Linked DNA regions of Pan troglodytes: region 2 is linked to region 1. Evidence: chromatin contacts called from public Hi-C data. All regions are on one chromosome and are shown on one strand. Each heading gives the region's core, a stretch centred on a gene start, on an enhancer-like site or on the middle of the called end of the contact. The rest is flanking DNA. Distances are from core to core; before and after follow the strand shown. Region 1 holds the start of SOX5 (SRY-box transcription factor 5). Region 2 overlaps SOX5 (SRY-box transcription factor 5).

Region 1 (4,621 bases), core at 1,398-3,897:
AGCAGGTAGGTTCGTAACCTACTGGCCAGGTGCCAGAAGACTTTTTCTTCTCTGGGTGTTGTCTGAGAGAAAGGGATTACGACCCAGCAGATGTTCACTGTAAATGACAATCCCTTTTCAAACGTTAAGTATGTTCATATAAGTAGTAGCGAGAGGCAACTTGTTTTGTAGTTGGGCCCTGTTTGCTTCTTGCACAGTATTTAAGGAACTGGGCCTGACATAGTAATAGCTAACTTTGTAAAGCAACTACATATGTATTATGAGAATAAACCATTCAACAAACAACAACAACAACAACAACAACAAAAAGAGAAGAAACCATTCAACATACACTGGGAACTCTTAGAATAAAAGTAACACTTAAATTTAAGGTGGAGTACGATCATCAACGAATTCTTATGCTATATGTGCAAGTGGCTCCGATGTGAAACTTGCATGGCAGAGAAAATGTAAGGAAAGGAAACATATAGGAAATGTGTTTCATGCACACACACACACAATTTTTTCACACAGTTGATGAAGCTACATTGAACCAGCAATTTGAATATTATTGTTATCCATCTCTCTCATTAAATACTTAGGAACACATAGTAAAATTGCTTAAGGAGGGACATTTAGATTGCCATATCCAGAGTTATATCCAAGCAGCAAATGATTACACTGCTTATAAATTCTAGGCAGATGATAATTTAAAGTCCCCACGAAAGCCCTGAGCTTATTTGATTGTTCTCTTAATTACTGGGCTCTATGCTATCAAATATTTGTGTAAGAGGAAGCTTTTCTTTGTGGGAGTGGATAATAGCTGTGCTTACACTTTGAAATTTTTGCCTTGAGTTATTAAGATTTACATTTCTCACTTTTGTTCCAGGGAAAGGTGTTTAGCCGTTTTTAGAAAACAGGTACCACATAATCAATCATCAAACACCCGGGAAAGTTTCCGCCCTTGACAAGTGTAAAATCTCAGGTATTAGCAACCCACCTCCAGAAACAAATCTACAAAGGGTGGAAAGGGGTAGAAAGGATGTCTCACTTTCCTAGGTGAATATATTGTGATTGGTATGTGTGGCATGCATTGAGAAATTACATTTGCTTACTAACTGCCGTTTAGAAATCAGCCCGAAAAAGTCTGGGAGAGATCGCCCAGAGACAGCCAAGCCCCGAGCCTCGCTCCCAAGCTCCTCCGGAGTCCTGCTCTTCTAGGCGCGTGAAGAATAAATAGAGTCTGGTCATTGATCTCCTGATGGTGTTGTTGCACTCTGGGTAATGCTGGGGGTGCTCAGGGACGCGGCGCAGTCCATGGTTGCGCGTCTGCAGAGAATTACAGAGATGGGGACAGAGAACACGCACCTCGGCATAAAAGCAAAAGGAGAGAAGGCTACAGCGAGGAAAAGAAACGTGTTGCTCGAATTGTTTCCTTAGTCCCCTTTCCATCACCCCCTTCCCAACACGCAGCCACCCCCGTGAATGCTCTCCCTTCCCCCTGCTCTTTTCTGGACACTAGCTCTGGGAAGATCACTGTCAGGAACCCCCGCCCCCGCCCCACCCTGGTTTGAGATTTAATAGGATTTTTTTCCCCTGGCAAACCGGCAGCTGTTTTAAGTCAATGAAAGTAAGATTAGAAGAGATAAGCGCCGGAGCAGCCCGGGAGCTGTCAGAGCACACACTTAAATCAGCCCCACAGCTTCTGCTCAGGGCATCACCGACGGAGTTTCTTCTGATGGGGATGGGACTCTGAGGGTCTCTCTCGGCTCCACGCGCCCACTCAAGTGTCGCGGCAGAAAGAGTCGGAGCCCAGCGCCCAGCCTTATTTCTCCCTAAATATCACTAAATTTCATTCCCTGGTTCTTGGGCATTGGGTTGGGGTGTGTGTGTGTCTGTGTGTGTGGTGATTTTTTTTTTTTTTTTGGCTTCGCTTAACACAAAACCAAACCAGTTCAACCACCCCGGAGGCAGAGATGAGAGCGCCTCAAAACTTTTTTCCCCTACCCCAATCTCCGAGGAGTAGGTGGGTGCACAGTGCCGGCGGCGGCGGGGACGCGCGGCGCGGAGCCTGGCTCTGGGAGGCAGTGGCCGCTTCAGCAGCCGAACCTCTCGCGGCTCCAGCCTCCGCGCCCAGCAGCCCGCGGCTCGCCTCCCGGAAAGGTTCCACGGACCCCGCAGCCCCCCGCGCGCGCCCTCCCTGCCGGCCCGACCGCCTGACCACTGGACTGGGGGGCCGGGAGGGGCCAGGTCCTGGGCGCAGAGCAGCGGCTGAGGCTCAGGCGCCGGGAAGAAGTTGACAAAGGGACTTGACTAAACATGAATGCGTATTTATAGATGCGAGCTCCATCGAGATCTACAGATATCCCGCTCTCCCTGGCTCCTTCCACTCCTGCCATTTCATTTTTATCGCTCCTTTAAGTGGAGGGCAGATAAAAAAAAAAATCCTGCACGGTGTGGGTAATCGCCGCGTTATTTACAATCTAGTTACTCTGCAGCAGACGGGGAAGAAAACTCTGGGGCTCCTTCCCTTCGGATGGATAGAGAGGGCGGCCGGGCGGCGAGCTGCAAGAAGGAGGTCAGGGTGGGCTTGCGGGAGCTCGGGGGCGACCTGGAGGGAGCGGGAGCCCCCGGCGCCGCCCCCGCGCCCGCCCCCGCCCCCGCCGCACCCCCCGGGGCGGGCGCCGGGCCGGGGTGACCGCCGGCTGGTGCGCTGCCCTCGCCTCCCCCATTGTTCCTACTGTCTTTTTGCCTTTTGTTATTTGCACTCGCATTGTGTTGTTTGTCTCTGAAGCCGCCTCATGACCAGCAAAGGGAATTCACCTCGTCCTTGAGAGCAACACGGGGAGCGCGAGCGAGCGGGCGAGCGAGAGACGGGGGGAGAGAGAGGGACACGCGCGCGCACACACACACACACCGGCACACACGCACACACACAGACACACACACACAGAGTGAAAAAGGCGAGCCACCAAAACCCATCTCCAGTCTCCTCCCGGGGGCCCCCAGCCCGCCTCTGTGCCACTTTGCATCCCACGCCGGAGGAGGCATTAACGAGACCGGGTAAGGTGCGTGAATCGCTGCGTTTTAACTTTGTTGTTCGTCCCGATGTTGTTGTGGGCAGACCTCCAAGGCGCAGAGCTCCCCTCTGCCGCTCGCCGGGCCCGCCACTCAGCACTCGTTCCCGGCTCCAGCTGGAGAGCCGCGGAGGAGGGAGGGGGCCGCCGCCGGAGTTTCCTCAAGTACAGAGGGAGGGGGACTGGGCTGGGGGTGACGGAGAGGTGGGAGGCGGCCCGAGGCGCGGAGTGGCCTTGTCATCCCCGGGGGCGGCTGGCCGGGGGACCCTGGAGCGCCGGCTTGGACCCCGACCCGGAGACGGGATAACTTTCTATTTTTGTTGGGAAGCCTGCGTACTGTTGCTGGTATTGTTTTGTAAGTGGTGGCGGTGGAGGTGGTTGATGCGAGAGGAGAGTGCGGGGAGAACCCTGGGCTGTGCTGGGTATCGCGGCCAATGTCCAAGGCCAGACCCTAAAACTTGGACAAAGCCCCTTAACCCTTCTAGGATATCAGAGCGACCCCTGGCCCACCCCCTAACCTTAGTCACCCCCACCTCCCGACTCTTTCGTCTTTTTGTTTCGCTTTCTGCAATCCTTCTCCCTACCACTCCCCCTCCCTCCCGCCCGGAATTTCTGAAACAAGTCTCATCCTTCAGGATTCTAGGGATTTCAGAGACCGGAAGCTTTAATTTTAATTGCAACTACTTTTTCCCCCCACCTCACTCAGTGTACCAAGTGAAGACCACTCACATGTTGTGTCACTTTAAGCGCGGGTTTGGGAAATCTCGCTTGCACTTTGGGGCTACAGCAATAAGAAGCAATGAAAAGAGGTTATACGAGTTGAAATCAAATTGGATTTGGAAATGTTTGCGTTGGAGAGCAGCAGTTTGTTGAGTATTGATCGGATGCACACGAAGCACTGTTTACATATTTTAGTAGTCATTTTCCCTACACTTTGCAAAGCGACTATATTAATAAATAGATTGACCCTGGTGAATATCTGAAGACGCTGGTTTCTGTGACTAAATTCAGAATGTGATGATGAATGTGAATTCATTTTAATGTGTTCCCTTCTCAGCTAAAGCAGGTCAAGACGAGGAATCCTGTGAATATGCAGAGCCCTACACTCGGTGCCAGGCAGTCCAGGCACTCTGGGTGGCAGTCAACTGTACTTTCTTACAAAAGTTTAGGGATTTGCTGGAACCCACTTGAGATCCTCACATACCCAGATAGCCAAAGGACTTTGTCAAGGAAGGCATAAGGAGATGTCCCCAGGGACTGCCTTCTGGCTCAGCAGAGTTCTTTAGCCAAGGGCAGGACCAAGGGAAATCTGTGGGATTTGGGGCAGTAAGTGTGGGAATCTGCAAAGGGACTGGACAGTGATTTGTTTCCTTGCTTTTCATAAATAATGGCCCCTAGTACCCTGAAAACACACACACAGACACAAACAGGCCAATGAAGTAGGCACATGTGAGATTTGTAGGCAATGGACATTTCCATCAGAAAAACCAGAGGAAAATTTTTGATCAGGATTACGGGAGTGAGGCTCGATGGCCAAGAGTGATTAGGTTAAGGGCCAGATGGCT
Region 2 (4,621 bases), core at 611-3,110, 550 kb after region 1:
TTATAAGGTTTACATAAAACTGAAAAGTAAAGTGGTTTTGGTGAGTAGATATCATTTTACAGTAAACATCAAATCTACGGAAAATCTAGAAGCAGAAACACAGATAACTATGACCACTAATCCTTGGTTTTCAGCACGGTGTCACAGCCTTTTGCTCTCTTTCTCTGTTGGCTGAGATTCAATTAAAAAAAAAAAAATCTTTGGAAAAGGTTGATAGTCCTATGCAAGTCAATATACTGTGGCCACATTTCCAAAAGGCGGATGCCAAACTCTTTGGGGTTGTGATATACCCAGATGGTCTCCCTTTTTTTTGCATTTCTGCAAATGTTATTACCAAATACAACAATTTTTCCTCCAAAGTCATTACAGCCCATTTGGCACCTTCTCTAATCTGTCCTCCTTGTTACCTTTTAATTACTCTGTGAGGGGATCTAGTTGTCTTGTTGTTGTTGAGGGCCAAATGACCAAGGGGTTAATGCTTTTTCTGTCCCTGGCCAATTGGTTTTTAGTCAGCAGTTATTTATGGGGAAGTCCAGGGACCATTAGTTCTCAAGTATGTGCAGCTGTACTCTTCACAATTACTCGTCCATAAGCAAATGTGGACTTACTTTTTGTGTATGGTTGTTTTTTTCCCCTGATTGGTTAGACAATCTGTTGTCATTTATGAATGATTCTTGTTGATGCAAAACATGGCATTGGATTCTGTTTTATTATTTGGATTCCATGTTTCATAGGGTGCTGTAATCTTGATTCAGACAAGGCACGAGGGTAGGTACCTCCTGTCACTAGTGACAAATTGCGCCTGTGTAGCAAAATGTGAAATCTTGCCCACCGCATGTTAGCTGCACCATTCTCCCGAAATCAGCATAGGTGCTGATGATCCTCATTGTGAAATCACTGACTGGTTGGCCTTGGCCTTTCTTCCTCATGCTCTGTTCTTTTGGACATAAGGTAGAGATTACTATTAATGGTTCTTTCAGTTCCTAGGAGCTCCTCCCTCTGTGCTGTCTTACTGTGATTTTTTTTTCTGCCCCCATTGAATAGTAGTCTTTGATGTCACACAAGAGAATACTGTTGGCTAACAGTCTGGAGGCTGCTTCATTTGAGCTAACCACCACATGAAAACAAATGTGATCCATCATATTTCATTAACTAGCTGTCCTCCTTTTGGGTGCCCTTTTTTGATGTCAGAGTTGCATCCTGACAGGAATCAGAAAGATACGTGTGATTAAGAACAGTAATAATGCTTATTGCATTGTATTGTAAATTACCTTCCTGGGCCCTGCTACTTTATCAGCCCCACTGGCATTGGCTCCCGTACATTTTTGACTACTCAGTATATACAGTGTATTAGCGCAATGGAGATCATTATGTGGCCTGTATTTGAGTCATTTTTATTTAAGATGCCAAACAATAAGCTGTTGATTGGGGGAACAAGAGGCGAACAATAATGTTCTGTGTCACATAATACACCACCATTTTCCAGCTTTGCTTTAGAAGGGCCCTCTTTATTGTTTTTGTATAAAAATGGTTCTTAGGAGGAGGAATATTTTGCTGAGGTATGTCATTATTTTGCAAATTTCTATTATCTCATCATGTTGTCTTCATTGTAAATTGCAGCTAATTAGGAACCTAGTTAGAGCCCCAGCTTTGAGGCTGGCTTTTTTGTGAAAAGAGCCCACCGATTACCGCACTACAAGAGAGGAAGGGAGAGAAAAAGGAGATTAATCTGGTTACCTAGGCGACACTCGCTTCCATCTGCGAGGAACAATACATTTTTGTTTCCTTGGCTCAGTTCAGATCTGTTTTGTTTAGAGGGGGAAAAAAGGGAGAGAGAGAGAGAGACAGAAAGAGAAAGAGAGAGAGAGGGAAAGAGAGAACCTAGCTCCACAACAATGATGAATTCTGCCTAGCCCAGGCTTATGTGCTTGATTCCTCTGCAAGTTAGAGGTCTCTGGGGAGTGAGAAGATGAAAGAGATAAGCTCCAAAGTTGTCAAAGGTCATGACCTTGCCACACAAAGCCAGCAGTTTTACCTCTAAATCCCCTTCTCCCAAAAAGCACTTAATGAAATAATATACGGTGCTTCTCAACACCCTGTAGTCTATATTAGGAACAAGGACCCCAGATTGTGAATTTAAGGAGTCATTTAAAATTTCATACTAAATAATCAGTGATTATAAGAAGCTACTTATGGGTCCAGTTTTTGTCTCTGCAACTTAGACTTTTCTACTCTTTTTTCCAAGTGACTTTCCCAAAACCTACCATTTTATTGTAACACACAATGTTTAAGGTATGAGTTGACTTTTCAGTGGATGAAACAAACCTATTGAATCTACTCAAGATCAAGGCTTATTAACTATTCAATTCCAGTTGCATTTGTTGTACATCAAACTTTTAAGTCTTTAGAAGGGTGGCCATTTCGTTCAGACATGTGTGGTGCTGCCAGGCTGTTTGCTGCCTTATACATAGTCACCAGAGAAAGGGCTGAGGATGGAGCAGGAACTGAAAGAGGCTAAAAGGCTCAGAAATCTCAGGGCTTCTTTAGGCAGATTGGCTAAACCCACAGCCTCTGATGAGCATAATGCTTTCTCCCTCATATTCTCACAGGTTGGTATGCCGTCATGCATAATGAGTAGTTATCCAGGAAGGTTATATGTGATGACATACGGTTAAAGGAGGCGCTAAGAGAGGAATGTTGGCTTATCTGAGCTTTCCAGTCATAGAATGCATTGATTAAACAAGAGCAACTAGCTTATTTTAAAATGCCCTGTGGAATCCATGCTTCATCTCCTCATCAGTTCTGTTTCCGAAATCCATTGCTAATAAAAGGAAAGTAAATCTTTTCATAAAAACTACAAGTCACGAAGGGTTCTCAGGTTCCTCTACACTAATAGACTAATAGACACTTCTCTTCAAATGGTATTACCCATCTCTCTCTTCTTATTTGCAAATGGGAAGAAGATACCAGCTCAAGTTGATTCTGTGTTTATCACTCATCTAGCCATCTAGAACAGCTGTACTTTGTCTTATTTCCACTATACCCTTTGGGCAGCTCCAAATGGGGCATCTCATATGAAATAGGATGTATAAGTGGTCTTAGAAATCTATGAAAACCATTTAAACTACGGCATTCTAATTTGTTCTAATATTTACTATATTTTATGGATAAAAATAATAAGCCTTACTTTATATCTCAAACTTCAGCCTTAAAAATGGTCTTCTATTTGTTAAGCTCTGAAGGAAATCAGATTAGTTTTGCAATTTTCCCATGAGTCCCTCAAATAAGACCAGATACAAATTAGTTCACTATAGCAGACCCTCCGCAAGGGTTTCTCCAAGTATCTTTTTACTGTGTAAAGGACAAATTACCAAATTTCACATTGTTATTAAAAACTAGAGCTTCTTTCTGAAGCTTGGGAAACCAGGTTACTCTTGGCAATGGCACAGATTAAATATGCAGATACGTTTTAGAAATTCTCTTTTTAAATAAACAAATGAAATGGTCTCTTCTTATCTCTGAATGAACATTTTTCATTAAAATTACTAAGCTGTCTTAGGTTTTGAGGGGACATGTTCTCAATACCTCTTTTTTATTATGAAGAAAGTAAGTTTCGTAGATATACAGGGAAGTAGTTATAGCAGTTAAGTCAACACTGTTCAGACTAGCCTTCTTTACAGAAAGTATTGGAGCTCTAATGTGCACTTATTAAGAGGGCACCATTGTATTTTTTCTCATCTGTCTGCAGAGTCAGTCCATACAATTCCTGCTCTAAGCTTGACTAGAGTCACATACAGAACCTCATCTCTTTATAAAGGCTTTGAATGATAATATGCTGTGAAGGTAGGGAAATAAAATGTGAAGATGATTTCGTATGTGCAGAAACTTTTTTTGTTCATGTTGGATAAGACACAATTTTTGAACCACAAATGTATTAATCTTTCATGGGAATGAAGTGATCACCAAATGAGATGGCAATAGCTACTTATCAATATGATTTATCAATAGTTCCTATTGCTTCTACTGAATAGATTTAGGGTGCTTCTACTGAATAGATTTAGGAAGTGTTTGGTAGTTCTCCATTGTGCTAGTGATGTCTCTTGTCTTCAACACTGATTTACCCCTGTTCACCCAAGACCTTAGGTATCAACCTCTTAGGATGTAACCTCTAATATTCTGCCCTAAAACAGTGGTTAAAAATGGATGTAGAGGAAAGAGTGCCACCTGCTGATTTCTCATCCTAAAGCAATTCTGATTTCCTTGGAGGTTTGTCAGACAAGATCTAGCAGTACCTGGTAGTACTTATTAAGCCATAGGTGACAAGTACAAAGCCTAGATTTGTAGGCTACAGTTTTGTAATCATGGAGTTATGAGGGTGAGTCAGAGATATTCAAGGATTGATCACAAAATGTTTTCCTTCACTTTAAAATTATCTACTGTGAATTATGGGTTTGAAAAAAAATTCAAATCCATCATTTCATCAGCTTTTTACATCTCATTGAAAATTGTAGACAGTAGGACTTCCGTGTCATATGAAATTTCCATGTCCTGAATGTCTTCTGGACTCTTTCCAGTGTGGAAAAATATGTCTGATGTAAGTTACCTTTGTGATGTTGACTTG

The links. Hi-C and Micro-C count contacts between places; a contact is called where the count stands out from the background.
Region 2: a Hi-C map of stem cell-derived neural progenitor cells shows a contact between it and region 1, with 4 times the contacts expected there. The contact joins the enhancer-like site here to the promoter of SOX5 in region 1. A contact is called at or near these places in 1 of 7 Hi-C or Micro-C datasets (stem cell-derived neural progenitor cells), 1 of 1 datasets of contacts at active chromatin or transcription factors (stem cell-derived excitatory neurons) and 1 of 1 other capture datasets (stem cell-derived neural stem cells).

The regions. Positions count from the first base shown.
Region 1 is chr10:70,978,057-70,982,677 of NHGRI_mPanTro3-v2.0_pri, forward strand. It overlaps SOX5 (SRY-box transcription factor 5), which reads left to right and starts at 2,648. Exons shown (of 19, transcript XM_054664454.2): 1 at 2,648-3,047.
Region 2 is chr10:71,531,976-71,536,596 of NHGRI_mPanTro3-v2.0_pri, forward strand. The region is part of intron 5 of SOX5 (SRY-box transcription factor 5); the gene reads left to right. Among named protein-coding and RNA genes, the nearest start is that of MIR920, 200 kb to the left of the region's middle. Within about 2 kb of position 1,861, at least 7 of the 24 cell types and tissues checked have an H3K27ac peak or open chromatin away from gene starts, as enhancers often do. A contact at or near this core is called in stem cell-derived neural progenitor cells and stem cell-derived neural stem cells, where this site is marked.